Regions from separate parts of the Sus scrofa genome. Here region 2 is linked to region 1. Evidence: chromatin contacts called from public Hi-C data. All regions are on one chromosome and are shown on one strand. Each heading gives the region's core, a stretch centred on a gene start, on an enhancer-like site or on the middle of the called end of the contact. The rest is flanking DNA. Distances are from core to core; before and after follow the strand shown.

Evidence for each region. Hi-C and Micro-C count contacts between places; a contact is called where the count stands out from the background.
Region 2: a Hi-C map of skeletal muscle shows a contact between it and region 1, with 5 times the contacts expected there. The contact joins two enhancer-like sites. A contact is called at or near these places in 2 of 47 Hi-C or Micro-C datasets (psoas muscle and skeletal muscle).

Annotation. Positions count from the first base shown.
Region 1 is chr5:77,275,817-77,280,801 of Sscrofa11.1, reverse strand. The region is part of intron 5 of LOC106510390 (a long non-coding RNA gene); the gene reads right to left. Among named protein-coding and RNA genes, the nearest start is that of SLC38A2, 150 kb to the right of the region's middle. Within about 2 kb of position 1,986, at least 8 of the 83 cell types and tissues checked have an H3K27ac peak or open chromatin away from gene starts, as enhancers often do. A contact at or near this core is called in skeletal muscle, where this site is marked.
Region 2 is chr5:77,519,831-77,525,014 of Sscrofa11.1, reverse strand. The region is part of intron 1 of LOC110260771 (a long non-coding RNA gene); the gene reads left to right. Among named protein-coding and RNA genes, the nearest start is that of SLC38A4, 33 kb to the right of the region's middle. Within about 2 kb of position 2,939, at least 4 of the 83 cell types and tissues checked have an H3K27ac peak or open chromatin away from gene starts, as enhancers often do. A contact at or near this core is called in skeletal muscle, where this site is marked.

The DNA.
Region 1 (4,985 bases), core at 737-3,236:
GCACAAATGAAATTATCTACAGAACAGAAGCAGACTCACAGATGTAGAGAACAGACTTGTGGTTGGCAAGGGGGTGGGGGGATGGACTGGGAGTTTGGGTTTGGTAGGTGCAAACTATTCCATTTAGAACAGATAAGCAATGAGGTCCTACTGTACAGCACAGGGAAACTCTATCCAGTCTCTTGAGATTGACCATGTGTATGTCTCTTGCGACATACATATATATATATATGTAAGACTGGGTCACTTTTCTGTACAGCATAAATTGGTACAACATTGTAAATAAACTATACTTTAATAAAAAGTGTTTCAAAAAGGGGGGGATAAAGTGAACTGCTCTGTCTTGTATTCATTAGTTAGTCACCAGCAGATAGATCAAACACAGAGTAGAGCTGTAAATGTCTAGCTCTGGGGTGTGGAAAAACTGCCAGAGATTTGTAAATAAATAACCAGATAAATAAATAAATAAATAAATAAATAAGTTTATTTTTTTAATTGCTGCTATTTTAGGTCCACCTAACACAAGGGCTTTGTGAGTCTGCTTTTGTGTGACTTCAGACGCTGGTATGAGCACCCAGTTCAGGAATATGTGCTCTTGTTCTAATTATGGAAATGACTGGACTGATCAAATTACTTAACAGCATATCTTGCATGACACCAAAGAAACAATTCCAACAAAGGACTTTGATTTGATGATTGAGAATTGCCAGCCGTTTGTACAGGCCTTTGAAGAAAGGGAAAGCTGGACTGATGATAATAGCATCAACAAGAGCAGTGGAAAGTTACTTAAGCTTTAATACTGCTGTTGTGGTTGTAATTGTTTTCTCCTTCATTACTGCTGCCTAGTTTAAAAACTAGAACTCTTGAGAAAATGAGCTATATTACCTCTCCGAAACCTTCAAACAGAAATATTGATTTACGACTCTTTTTCTAGATATTGTTGTTGGAGGTCTAACTTGTATCCTATTTACTAGATTTTTAAATAAGTTCTTTCCCTACTTAAAAAGGATCGAATGAGAGGGAGGAGAGACACATGTGGCCTGATGCTGATAATCTGTCTGATTGGCCCATTCCCTACGTCCCAGATCCTGGAAATACCAACAAAAGATCTACCCCTGCTATCCCCTCATATTGGAGATGAGTGGCCTGTGGGTGTGCAGATGAAGGAAGGTACTTAGTAAAGCATTGAAGTGGGAGAACCCCTCAATTGCTCTTGAAGCAGAAAACCCTGGCACCCTGGCAAGGGAAGAGAACAAGACTTCTCCTGGGGGTGCCTGGGGGCAAGGAGTGGGGAAGTCCGTCTCCAGATGGACACTGCACACATGCTTGTTGATTCATGCCCCCAGACAATAATTACAATATGCATAATAATAAGATGTCCTACTCTGGAGTTACTTTTACTTCCAAGTAGACCACGGCTATTCAACAATCCACTGATCAATCTTCCTGGGCAATGCTGTATCATTCTTGACACGCTTCCATTCCACATCCTACCCAACACCTCTCCACACACACAAGCCCATGCCAAAAAGGTGAGAGAGCATAAGAATAACATGTCCACTTCCCAGCAGTCTACATTCAAAGATGCTGGAATCACATCGGTCGATTTATAAATAACCCTCCCAAAGGAGCAACGATGACCTTAGAGGGACACTGAGAAGGCATGACTCCAGATAGAGTTTTGTTTCTCTTTCTCTAGCTGGCCTAAGTTGTGGCAAAAAAAAAAAAAAAAAGAAAGAAAGAAAGAAAAGAAAATGACCAAATTCATGAAAAAAAATTCTATTTGCCTATAATTTATTGAGCGACTTGTGCTGAAATGCATAAAAAAATAGTGTAAGGGTTAACCCTAATTAGTTTATATTTTCCTGCCTTCCCAAGCCAGGCTTGCTTCCCTTCTCTGGTGACAGGCACTGCATTCTCTCCTGCCCTCCCCTCAAAATGTGTTCCCAAGACAGACCCAAGAGACCAATTCTTCTTTAGAGAGAATGACTAATGGGGCTTTAAGTGGCCTCCTCTTTGGAATAAAGAGCTGTGTTTTGAAAGGGCAGGGATAGGGCCCAGGTTCTCCTGGAGCCTCTGAAATCATGGCTGCCTTTCTCAAGGATTCACACACATTCTGGAGTTGGCTCAGGTGGTGACTGCCAGGAGAACGTACTAACAACTCATCATTTGTACATTACTGGCATTACTTCCACCAATATTTATTTATTGGTTGCTACAGAAGTCTATTTATTTGCTGTGAGTTCAGCATTTCAACAGGAGTTTCCTGTTGGCCTAAGGGTTAAGGATTCCATGTTGTCACTGCTGTAGCTTGGGTTTGATCTCTGGCCCAGGAACTTCTGCATGCCACAGGCACAGCCAAGAAAAATAAAATAAAATAAAGGAAATCTGCAGGAGCAATGTCCTTAACCATGAGATGTAAGCTGGGTCTATCTCCTTGGATCCTTAGTTTTCTTGCCTGTGGTTTCAGACACTAGGCCCCCTCACTCTGGGAACACTGACCTGAAGGATGCTACTCCTTAGCTACACTGGGGGAGGCAGGCGAGAACCATGATGACAGCAGGATGCTTGTAAGGGCCACCTTCCTGGCTCCTTCTATCCCCACCAGCTAACACCTCCAGAGAAGAGCAATGTTGCTTCCGAGCAAGAAAAACTCAGCCTAGAACCTGAGGGGTTGGCTTGACATGGCAACATGCTTGCGCCACACGATCAGCATCTCCTCCCTTCCTTCTCCAAACCTTCTCTTCCCATAGTTCCTCAGCACAGGAAGTATCTGTGCTTGCCACAGGGACTGATGGCATGGGCTTGGAAACCCATGGCCAGATCCCTGGGTTCAAATCCCAATTCCACCACTTAGTCCACATGACATATTGAGCAAGCTTTAATTGCTCTAAGCTTCACCTTCTGCATCCACGGAATGGATCTAACAACCGCTATGCAGATTAGAATGAGAATGAAATGGAATAATGCATGCAAAGCACTTAGCCAATATATATATATATTTTTTTGTCTTTTTGCCTTTTCTAGGGCCTCTCCCAGGGCACATGGAGGTTCCCAGGCTAGGGGTCTAATCAGAGCTGTAGCTGCCGGTCTATGCAGGAGCCACAGCAATGCGGGATCCGAGCCGTGTCTGCAACCTACACCACAGCGGGATCCTTAACCCACTGAGCAAGGCCAGGGATCGAACCCACAACATCATGGTTCCTAGTCGGATTCGTTAACCACTGAGCCATGATGGGAAGCACTTAGCAATATGCCAGGTACATAATAAGCACTCAAAACATAGTAGCTGATATTATTAATGAAACCACCATGTATGCAGTTGCTCAAATATGACAGGTCCCATTTTTCTCTTAGCCACCCTGACCTTATGTCCAATAAATTCTATCTTCTAAATATAGTTGAAGTGGAGATTCCACTTCTTCCTCCCCATCCCTGCTGTAATAACATCTTTTCTACCATTATAACCTTCTAACTTTGTACACCCATTCTCTTCCTATGCCAACCCTTCTGTGCATTTCCCAGTGGTGTGAATATTCTATAAGAGAACCGTACTCATGACACTCCACTAATTAAGATCTTTCAAGGGCTCCACGCATTACCTCCTGGATGCAATCCCAGCTCCTCAGCACACCCCCTTCAAGGCCTAGGGCTGTATTTCTCGCTCCCCGCTCACCTTACACACCTTCCTCCCAGAACAATCTCTACTTCTTAAAAGGGCCCTTGTGTCCAAGTGCCTATGAACGTGCTCTTCCTGGCACACGTTCCACTCTTCACATGACAGACTCCCCATAGCCTCTAAGACTCAGTGCCCAGCATTCTAGTCCAAGAATTCTTCCTGACTCCTCACTCACATAATACACGACTTTCTTTTCTGTTTTCTTGTCCAGCTCCTTCTGTTTAGAACAGAGCTTCTTGAAAGGAGGGACTGGGTACCTTGCCACATCCTGCATTGCAAAGGACTAACTAGGTGTTAAATCCACTCGTTCGGCACACACTTACTGAGCCCTAGGCTGGGTATTAGATGCATACTTGCGCTCTTTCATTGCACAATCCCCTATGGTTTTGCCATCCTTGGTGCCATAAGGAGTCACAAGCAGGATTTGACTACAGAAAATCTACCTCTTCAAGACTCTCACCCCAATGTCAATAGCTGCCCACTGGAAGACACAAACATGCATGTATCAACATCATCTAAATGTATTCTCACAACAACAAATGAGAAACCAAAAGTTCTGGGGATTTAATGCCTTGGCCAGCTTTTGATTGGCACGCTCAGGGGAGGCCATGTTCCATAGCGTTATAAGCTGGCTGGGGAAGTGAGACCAACCGGGGATCCAATCCCAGCCTTTCTAGGTAGAAGCTGTATGGTCTCACAAAAATTGCTTCCCCTCTTTGAGCCTCAGTTTCCCCTCCTGGAAAAGCATGGGAAATAATACTTAACCACCCACCTCACAGGATTGTGTGAAATCCAAATTAAAAACTGAATTATGGAAGTTCCCATCGTGGTTCAGTGGGTTAAGAACCCGACTAGCATCCATGAGGATGCAGGTTCAATCCCTGGCCCTATTCAGTGGATTAAGGATCCGGCGTTGCTGCAAGCTGCAGCATGGGTTGCAGATGCAGCTCGGATCCTGAGTTGCTATGGCTGTAGCATAAGCCGGCAGCTGCACCTTCGATTCACCTCCTAGCTTGGGAACTTCCATATGCCCCAGGTGCGACCCTAAACAGAAAAAAAAAAAAATCAATGTACGGCTTCAGTCTCTGAACCTAGTAAAATCCAAGGAACTCCAAATCATCTCAAAGCCCACATTCTTAATCATTCTGTGCTTTTTCCTGAGGAAGGGCTGGTGCTGATAGAAGAAAATATCTGAAGTTGCACAGAGAAGCTGAGGCCCAAATTGAGAATGCCTTTGTTTCCAGCAAGCAAGGACACCAAGAAAATTGCCTGTGTACCAACTCCATTATAGATGTTACCTAGAGAA
Region 2 (5,184 bases), core at 1,690-4,189, 240 kb before region 1:
ACATGCAAAACAGGAGGTGTTAGTGATTTGGCATCTCAAAATGTTTAGCTTGCTGAGAAAGTTGTAGATAACTTTCCGATACAGCATACAGTGCATGTAAATTGTTCAGTTGGTCTCAAACCATGCCTGGGTCTTGGCTTACTGCCTAGCAATTTCTTTAGGATTGCTGGAAGGTGTTGTTGCTTGTCTTTTCCAGAATAGTTGAGACACAATCAAGAAAAGGATAGGTTTCCATTATTCTGAAAAAAAAAAAAAAAAAAAAAGTAAAAGCAAAATGTTTTTCCCTCCAAAGTGGAAAAAAGTTGTTTCATTTCAATCAAGCGCTGCTTGATAATTACAACTTCTTTTGTATTTCTTTTGATTTCTTTGGTTAAAATCTCAATAACTACTGGAACTTACTGCTTTTCTTGATTATCATTGATTAGGTATTTAAAAATGATGTGAACATCATTTTTAAATCTCAAATAATAGTAATTTTAAAAAGCCATGTATTTGTATTACTTATACTGTGATTATGAAGACATTTTCCTGGTAGAACCAAATACTGGAGTTTCAGAGGAGTAAATATGTTATTGTCATTTATATTTTTCTAAAGACAACATTTCACAAGCCCCAGCCTAAGGAGTTCACTTTTAATTTTGTTCCAGTCTCTTGTTTCTGTAACATATGCAACTTCTGGTGTTTCTTGGATCACACATCCTGACTGAATGTTTGTATGCCCCCAGATTTGCATGTTGAAACTTAATCCCCAAGATGATGGCCTTTGGAGCTGGGGCTCTGAGGAAGTGATTAGGTCATGAAGGTGGAGTCCTCGTGAATGGGCTTAGTGCCCTCATAAAAGAGACCTCCCCAGCCTTCTGCCACGTGAGGAGGCAGGGAGGAGAGGCCATGTAAGCATGAGAAGTGGGCTCGCTGGTCACCGAATCTGCTGGCAACTTGGTCTTGAACTGGGCTTCCAAAACTGTTAGAAATAAATGTCTGTTATTTATAAGCCATCCAGTTGATGGAATTCTGTTATAGCAGCTCAAACTAAGATACATTTTATATTTGGTTGATTTGTCTATTTAAATAACAAGGGAGCCTAGACTTTTGGAATTCTTGCATGCCCCCAAATGTCTTAATTTTCCATGACCATTGGATTAATTTTTGTCTGGGTACAGTATTCTAATCCAGACGTTAGAATTTACAAACCGTTATTCCACTGCTGTATGTGAAACATCCGCTATCAACCTGATTCATGGTACCCTGCAGATAGTTAATTTTCCTCCAGAGATTTTTAAGGTTTTCTTTTTAGCTTAGGGTTCTAATATTTCTTAAATATGTCTAGATGTGTTTTTTTTTTTTTTTTAATTTACTGTCGTTGCCACTGAATAGAGTCGTTCCCATCTTTCTTCACCTAGTGCATTTCTACTCTTGTTTCCCAATTATTTCCTCTCTTTTTCCACCCGGTTTGCTACTCTTGAAACTCTATGTAGGTGGCTATTGGACTTAATGAAACGTAGCTTCCACATCACTCAGCTTATCTCCTACTTTTAAAATAGGCAATGGAGAATAACTAGCTAAGAGCAAGGTCTTTGGAATCAGATCCCCTGCATTTGCATTTCAGCTCTGCCACCTCGTTAGCTATGTGACTCTAGGCATGTTATTGACCCTCTCTGTGTATATACCAAGAGTTTTCGGCTCAGAGAGCTGTTATGAAAATTAACTATGTTATCATAACTGATGTACTTAGAACAGTCTAGCACATATTATGTACCACTGTCACTTTCTCATTGATTCTTTGCTCATATATTCTAAAGAGTTCCTTGAATTTATCTTCCATATCATCAGCTTTTCCAGGTGTCTAGTTATTTTGACCACTTATTAATTTTTTCATTCAGGCAAATGTACTTTTAATTTCAATAAATTCTCTCCAATTTTCTGATTGCTCTATTTTCATAGCAGATGGTTCTTTTTTTTTTTTTGGCAGCAAAATCATCTAAATTCTAATATTAATTTTTTTTTAAAGTGTAAGTCCTTGTTGGTTCACCAAGTTATGTCCTTTTCCCTAGGGTTAGTATTTCTTCTGTTTATCTTGGCCTTTCTCTTCCATGGTGTCAATTTTCCTTAAAGGCCTAGTAACCCCTGGTTTCCTTTGTATGTTTATGAATATTGATCAGTACACATACTGGGCTTGGTTTCCTTTGTAATTGTGTTCAATCTGGCTTTATAGCAGTCAAGAGTCCAAACAGAAAAGCAAAAACCACACTAGGCTTTTTAAACATGAATACAGATCAAATTGAATACAGAGACTCTTTGCATGATTGCTGAAAATTCTGGAGAAGCAAAAGATAAGATCAAGTCATTTGAAGATGAATAGCTATAGGGAACTGCGACCATCTCTGGGCTAAAGAGGAAAAACTTTACCCAAAGGCCAGGTCAGATGTGCTGCTAGGGCTCTTGCTACTGAAGCCCAGTTGCCTGAACAGGAACCTAGTAATTTGATCTAAATGGTTGGGATTGGGGTCTACAGACATAAATGCCTTCGAGGGTTTGGCATGCCCTATAGACGATGAAGCAGGTGGGCCAGTGGTCATGAAACAGCAAGGGTGGTACTATGGTTAGCTGGAGAATGCACATCTGGCTAGAAAGCATTTGCATGAAATTTTTACAAAATATTGTGCTAACATGAGTTTGCTATTTTTCTTGGAGTTGATATGAGCCACTTGTATCTTACTTTAACATTTCGTTATAATCATTTATCATCTCACGATTTGGGTTACGCTGTTCTAAACATCCAGTTGTTTTTTGTCCAGTGATTTTGAGGGTAGAGGAAAACGATTCTGTTCCTTTAAATACTTTGTAGTCTTTTTGTAGCTCTGACAAACAGGAGCTGAAGCATCATTATGAGTTGGATGCTCTCCAGATATGACTATCACTTTTCAGACCATAAAAGGAGCGATAGGATCCTTGGCAAATGGACCAGAACTGACTGAACCTCCGAGGGACTGACTCTATGCTGACTGGCACAGCAAGAAAAGGAAACAACGGAAAACAAAGTGGACCCATCATATGATTGCTTGAATTTCTTCCACATACTATTACATTGATGAGGGGAAAACGCATACAAAGACCAAGCAATTATCTTCGATACTAGAGGAAAGGAACCTAGAGGGTTTTGTGTCAAATGCATGCCAGGCACTGTACACGTGCCATTTTTCTTTTTCTCAAATCAACCACGTAAGTCAGACATGTTAGCCCATGTTATAGATGGCAACTTGAGACTTAGAGAATCGAAGTCCCTCGCCTAATCAAACAGCTAATTAACTGGCAGTTTTGCTATTCAAACGTAAATCTGTTTGACTTTAACACCTAGATTTTTCCCTCCAGAGCGTATTATCTCTTTATGAAGTCAGAAGTGAGACATTTCAGAGACCTTGGCGGCGTTCTCAACAAAGGGGCATATTTTGGGAGTTGTCAATTTCCCCCTAACAATATGTTGAAACACTTTTAAGTTTTAGACACTTGACTGGTTTAGTTGCGGGCAGAGCAGTAAATGGGTAGAGTTATTCCAACTTCACCTCCACTTAGACAGTTGTTGAGGCCAGTCAGGTGTTGAAGATCCCCTGGCAGTCTTTGCCCCATTCCACAAATAGAGCAGTGATGACTCGGGCATAGTGCTGGTATTAAACCCGTTTGCTCACACATGCACCCTGAGCTGTGGTCCCCAGTGACTTACCGCGTTTCTGAACGTGGACAGGCAGCCAGCTACTTCTAAAAATCCCAGCTAGGAATAGAAAGGAACTGAGAAACCAGATACTGCTCACCACTTCCAGCAACCTCACAGCAGCATAATGGAAAAACCAGAGCAGGCCTTCAGTAGTCAACTGAAATATTAAGTTCTGGGGTGTCAGCATTAGCCAACATGAAACGTCATTGTTCAAGGGGCAATCAACCCTATGACCCGCAGGACACGAGAGGCCTCTGGAAGCGGGGCAGTCCGTGAACACTGTATGGTTGTATCCTTTCGCACTGAAGGGCAGCATGCTGATATGTTTATGAGCATTTAATGGCACTGCCTAATACCACTGATTGGCTTAGTGTTAATCTTGGGTTTTATTCCTTCTGGGCTTTTATGATCCCTTACCTGGTTAGCTGCACCAGAACTGGCTGTGAAGGAGGCCAGTGAATGCTGCCTTCTGCATCCACGCATAAGGGACCAGAAGTCCATGGGGCCTAAGAAGGCCACAGCTCGGTATTTCTCTTGCCACCTCTTGTCTTGAAATCGTTGCGCCTAGAAAGCCCTTCATGCTTGCTCATATGAACTAAAAAGATCCTAAACGGCTTCCTAAAATCCTCTCTAACCCCATGGGCCTGGCCTCAAACTTTGGCCTGCATTGGTATTACCTGAGAGGCTTATTAAAAACGATTGTAGGCTTCCAGGGTAAAGCCTCCAAACGTCATCTCTAGCAAGTTCCAGGTGATGCCGATGTGACGGCACACTTTGAGCCCTGCTGCTCTGGCTGGATTCCCCAAAGCCACCCTAGAACCCATGCCTTTGGCAAGTCATCTAGCCTGGCCAAAGCCCTGTGCCGGAGACCCAAAGCTTTGTCAAAAGACACACTGAGGAAAAGTCAAGCTCTATTTTTTTTCCCCTTAAATGGGGGAAAGCCACAGGGATCCTTTAATTCAGTGGTTCTCAAAGTGTGGTTCCCCAACCAAAAATAGCAGCAGCCTCTGGGAACTTGTTGGGAATGCAGATTCTCAGGCCCCGCCCAAACCCGCTGAATCTGACCTTCTGTCGGGGGAAGCCCAGCGATCTGTGTGTTACACACACACCCGGCTCCCACTCCCTCATCTCCCACCGCTGGTCGCAATGAGACGGAGTGATCTTTTTCTTTCTCATTGACATTTTATTGTGATAATTGTAGATTCACTTGCAAACGCAAGGAATGGTATGGAGAGATTCCTTGTCGTTTTTCCCCATTGGTGGTAATGCTTTGCAAAAAACGTCATAACCAAGGTTTTAACACTCATAAAATGCACCGACTTTATGCTGATTTCTCCAGTTTTACTTGTAGTCATTTGTGTGTGTGTTCATCCCGTTCTCTACAGTTTTACCGCCTGCGTCCTTTCATAAATTCGCCACCACAGACAAGTTCCGACATCACGAAGATCCTTCAGTTTGTCCTTTTATAAGGAGAC